Linked DNA regions of Mus musculus: region 1 is linked to region 2. The links are chromatin contacts, called in public Hi-C maps. All regions are on one chromosome and are shown on one strand. The core of a region is the stretch at or near the end of the contact, and the rest is flanking DNA. Distances in the headings are between cores, read along the strand shown. Region 1 overlaps Ms4a12 (membrane-spanning 4-domains, subfamily A, member 12). Region 2 holds the start of AW112010 (expressed sequence AW112010).

Region 1 (2,700 bases), core at 143-2,642, 180 kb before region 2:
CATCAAGATGACAGCAAGGATGGGAAACTTATATCCACATTTTGTTCATGGATAACAATTGCAGGAACAAATCTGAAGTCAGATGTAGGAGTGTCCCATCTGAGATGTAACATTGGCTAAAAATGGGTCCATCACCTCTCAGAAGCTGTGTCTAAAGGATGATGTAATCTGTGGATGTACAAGAACTGTTCAAAGAGAAGGTTCATAGCTTTCACAAGGTTTAGTGCATCTCAACAATATATTATTGTTTTAGCATAATTCATGAAATTATTTTTCCTTTAATTCAATTTAAATTTATTTGGTACCTATTCATTGAGGAAATAAACACAGAAGTTTCTGTGGCTACAGTCTTCCTGGGTAGATAAAATATAATCGTAAACTTGGGACAAAATGATCTATGGAGATGTTTCTGAGCTTTGGACCAATATAGTAACTGTTGTTTCTCAGAAATCCATGTGTACTCTACAAAGAAAGTTTTGATAAGAGTTACAAAGCAAAAGATTTATCCCTTAGCATTGACAAAATACCTCTTACTTGGTATGATAACAGTTGCATACCAGCAATTAAAAAAAAAAACAACAAGGAATACTAGGATTGGAGAGACAGTGCTGTAGTTAAGAACATTCACTGCTCTTGCAGAAGACATTATCATTCTCAGAACCCACATGGTGGCTCATAACTGCATGTAACTCCAGTCTCAGGGTATCCAACCCTCAAGCCCTTTGGACATCCTTGAGCACCACCAGGCACACGTGTGATGCACAGACATTCATATCCACGCACAAAAAATAAAAAAATATTTTTTGAAATAAAAAAAATATGAAATAGAAAAGCAAGTAATGCCATGGGTTTTACATCTTAAAATGTGAAAAGAATCCACAAAGAATAAAAGCAAATCCATTTGACTAGTATATCAAGACAACTCTGAACGGGTGGAACCAAGCTGAGTCCTAAAGGACAGATTGTAAGTAAGTTTTGGAGATAGTCCGCTGTTATGCATTCTGGGAGTCTGCCCCTTTATAACTGTTTACCCTTGGGCACTTGATTACCTTCTTTTTGTTTTTCATTAGGAATTAGCTGGCTACCACTACTGTGGTGCTTAAAGAGTTAAACAATCAAACCATCCTAGTTCTTGTTCTTTTTTATTTACATCTTTTCTTTTCTTTTTTTTTTTTATTTTTACATTCCATATTTTATTCCTCTCCCAGTCCACCCTCCTAGACCGTTCTACATCCCATATCTCCTCCCTGCCCCCCTGTCTCCAAGAGGTTGTCCCCACCCCAGGTCCCTCCCTCCCTTCCCCCTTGTGGTTGCTTTCTTCTCCCTCCCAAGCAGGACTCGGGCATCCTCACTTGGGCGCTTCCCCTTATTGGCCTTTTTGAGTCCTGTGAACTGTATCTTGGCCACTTGATTTCTTATGGTTTTATGTCTCCATCTAGTTGGTGGAACAGTGACAGAGTGTTATCAGGCATGTGACTAATATTCTAGGAGTGACTTCATTTCCATCGATTCCTTTTCTCGTGACTAGCATTGCCTGGACAGAGAACTGTTTTACTTATACAAGACAGCCCCTGTCACCTCAGTCGCAGCAGTCTTTACAAACAAATGTACTCATGGGGATACCAGGAGATGCTGAAGTAGTCATACTTTCTAAAGACTTCTTTGTAGTTCATTCAGAAATCAAACAAAATTTATTAAAATGTTTATTATGTGTATACATGTGTATGTTTGTGTGTCTGTGTGTATCTGTGTGTGTGCGTGCGCGCACACTCACACGCGTGAGCATGAGTTCGTGCATGCATGCATGCATGCATACATACATGCACACATACATGGAGATCAGAGGGCAATTTGAAAGACTCAGTTCTTTCCAACATACGGGGTCTGAGTATCACACACTGGTCATCAGACTAGACAACATATGTCCTTACCCACGGAACCATCTCACTAGCTCCTCAAAGGTTTTACCTGAGGCCCTTCCTCCCCTGCTGTTTCAGTATACATCAAAATATTCACTGTTTAGGTGAATTCTCGTGGATCACATGGACAGTAAATAAACAGGAATAACTTTGGTTGTGACAGTTATTTTAAAATGCCCCTTGGCTTTCTTTTTTAGGGAGTCCAAATCACAATTGGATTGATGCACATCGGCTTTGGAGTTGTTCTCGGGTTGCTGAGCACCTCATACAATATGACTTGGGCGTTTTCCTCTGTTGCTTTTATTGGTGGATATCCATTCTGGGGTGGAGTCTTTGTGAGTAGATTGCTAGAACACCTCTCCCTGTGCAGGATGGGTGTCCCCAGGCTGTTCACAGCAAGGTTCTTGAAAAGTTCTGTGTCTAATGGCTAGAGGGTTTTTAGAAATAATGGCTCTGATTGAAGAAAGGGGGCCCATCACTCCCAATTCAGGCTTACCTCCACTGCAACTTAAACTCATCCCTAATGCAGAACCAGTGTGTTGGCTGGAGGGTCTTGAAAGGGATGATCGAACATGACAAAGATATACCATTGACAGGATGAGGCTGAAAATAAGATGAAGTTGAGCAGGAGGCTCAGTCGCACATACAAACTCGGAGTCATCTGTCACTGAGTTCTTTACATTCAAGAAAATGAGGGTGGGGAATTGGAGATGTATCCCCAAAAGTTAATCTAAAGAAAAAATACTGAGCTGTATGTGACGGAAACAAGCAAACATAACTG
Region 2 (2,717 bases), core at 119-2,618:
TCATTTATTCAGTGGTAAATATCAAAAAACGGAATCCTTATAAGCTCTTTCAGAGTCTTTAGTTGATTTCCTCCAAGTGCAAAGATGTCCCGAGTTCCTTGAGTTAGAATACACTCACCCTCTCAGAGCCCTAGGACACAGAGAATGGGTCTCCATTCTGGAGCCTCACAACCCAGTCTAAAAGCCCTTCACTCCTCCTCCTCAGAGGCAAGGGACCAAGATCAATGTTGAGTGACAGCTCTCTTGACCTGCCAGTCAACTTGATAACCTCCACCTATCTTCATTGTTGTGTTTTGTTTTGTTTTTTATTGCTCTGAAGAGACATATGACCAAGGCCACTGATTTTAATTAATTAACTTATTTATTAATTAATTAATTTGGAGGCCCACAGTTTCAGAGAGTTACAGTCTGCAATCATCATAATGGGAAGCAGGGCATCAAGCAGGCCGGCATGGCACTGGAGCGGTAGTTAAGAGTGTACTTCCTGCGGAGGAAGAAGAGAGGGGATCGGGGGAAGGGAGAGAGGGAATAAGAGAGAGAATGTGCACAGTGGGACACACCTCCTCCAGCAAAGCTACACCCCCTAATTCTTCCCAAACAGTTCCCAACCAGGAACCAAGCTTTTAATTTATGAGGTGGGGGGGTCTCACTCAAAGGACCACACCCTATGGAGAGCGGGGCCTTCTGTCTCTGCTGGGGATTGCCTCCTCTTCCTTATATTTCCATGTCACCTCTATTACTCCCAATCTGACCAGTCAGCTGGCTGTGCCAGCAGTGACTGCTTCCCTGTCACTACACAAGATCTTTCACAGACACTCTATGGGCTTTTTAGCAACGATAACAAGGTGGCACCAACAGGAGAGCTCATTAAACCTATTGTCCCTTGGTTCTGGAGGCAGGAAGTCTGAGTTCAGGGTGTCAGCAAGGCTCCATCCTTCAGGAGGACTGGGAGGAGAGTCTCCTCCAGGCTTCTCCTAGCCTCTGGCTTCTGGCAGTATAATAGTGAACTCTCCTTGTATTCACATCTGCTAATTCTTTAACCTACAACCCACGATGAAAATGCAAACACAGGAGATACACGCTTGAGTGTAATCCTGTGTCCTGCCTGAAACCACATCCTAGAGAGCCCTGAAGAATATCCACTGACCCATGTACTTGTGTTACTCTTACCAAAAAAAAAAAAAAAAAAAAATCAGCATTTGCTTTAAATCATTGAAATATCATATTATGTCTGCTTATTTCCATAGCCAAGGATGAAGCAGTTGTCTCAGGCAACACTGTACTGTGTTCCAAGCAAGGAATTTCCCAAGTGGGAAAAGGCTCTTGGGCTGTGTTTGCAGATCTTCCTGTTTGTTTGTGGGATAGGCCAACTAATTGTGTAAACTTCTCTCAGACTCGGGGTTTTTCAGTCCACTCCTGTTTAGCAAATAGTGCCCCAAAGCAATTCAAAGGGAAAGTGAAACTGACATTCTCAAACTTTATATAAAAAACCAAAGAGAAGATCAGCAGGAGTCTAGCAGACAACCTGAGCTGCAAGATGTCTCCCGTAAGTACCTCTTGATCTGTAAGGGGAAATCTATAGTGGGTAAGAAGGCCCATGGAAGGCCTCATCCCAGCTTACTGGAGAGAATGAGTGTCACCTTCTGTCTTTGAAAGCTTGCATTTAGTTTGTTATTATTTCTAAGTCTGTTTTTCCAGGAAGATATAGTTCTTGTGGGGTGGGTATCTCCTGTCTGACACCACAGAACTCAATTCTAAGCCTGGGATGTAGAGAGGAGACAGCACTAGGTAGGCATATGAAGGGCCAGCCAGGCGCTGCGGGAAATACACACACACACACACACACACACACACACACACACACACGCACACGGAAATATCTGGAAAGGACAAAGCAAAGGACTTAAGCGTAAGTTTCTCCTGGGTCCTCCTGTGTAAGTTCTTTCTGATTTTCTCCTCAGTTGTGGATCACTTCACTGACTTTTTCTCAACGTGCAGAGGCCTTAATTCCTTCCCCTTTTAAAATAGCTCTGTTCCAGCCCAGCAGACTTTTTAATGATCTAGCTTTCTCTAAAAGCTCAGAACAATGGCAGGAGTCTGTACCCTCTTCTGAAGATGAGGCACCCTGTATGTAGTTAGAATCTTCCTCTGCCCTAGAAAAAAACATTTGATACAGGCCCTGCTCTCTCCATGTTAGCTTTGCCTTCCCCCTCTAGCCTTTAACCATCTCACTTTTCTGACTGTTCTTGTCCATGACCTCACATCCTACTCTTACCCAGAGGAGCCTCTCTGTTTTGCTCCAGACTGCACCTAGAATTGTCAGGGTCAGAGTCCAGGCTCAAGCAATCCAGATTCATCTACCCAGTCCTTAATGGGCCAACTAAACAAATAAGAGTGGAAGGTAGAAAAAAATGAATTCATTGTGACTTCATTGAGAAGCAGAGCAAAGGGGTCCAGTGACTTGGCCCCACCTGGGCTTATCACTCAGTTTCTAACATGGAGTTTAAATAAAGAGCCAGAGGTATGCAAAGCGAAGAATTTCTTTTTTTTTTTTTTAATTTTTATTTTATTTTAATTAGGTATTTTCTTCATTTACACTTCCAATGCTATTCCAAAAGTCCCCCATACCCTCCCCCCCACACTCCCCTACCCACCCACTCCCTCTTCTTGGCCCTGGCGTTCCCCTGCACTGAGGCATATGAAGTTTGCAAGACCAA

What was found. Hi-C and Micro-C count contacts between places; a contact is called where the count stands out from the background.
Region 1: a Hi-C map of bone marrow-derived macrophages shows a contact between it and region 2, with 17 read pairs. A contact is called at or near these places in 4 of 39 promoter capture datasets (hippocampal neurons, liver and neutrophils), 1 of 484 Hi-C or Micro-C datasets (bone marrow-derived macrophages) and 1 of 9 other capture datasets (liver).

What each region holds. Positions count from the first base shown.
Region 1 is chr19:11,225,118-11,227,817 of GRCm38.p6, reverse strand. It overlaps Ms4a12 (membrane-spanning 4-domains, subfamily A, member 12), which reads left to right. Exons shown (of 7, transcript NM_001374133.1): 3 at 2,117-2,254. The region is part of intron 1 of 4930526L06Rik (RIKEN cDNA 4930526L06 gene); the gene reads right to left. Among named protein-coding and RNA genes, the nearest start is that of Ms4a12, 6.0 kb to the left of the region's middle.
Region 2 is chr19:11,049,217-11,051,933 of GRCm38.p6, reverse strand. It overlaps AW112010 (expressed sequence AW112010), which reads left to right and starts at 1,368. Exons shown (of 3, transcript NR_102366.1): 1 at 1,368-1,546.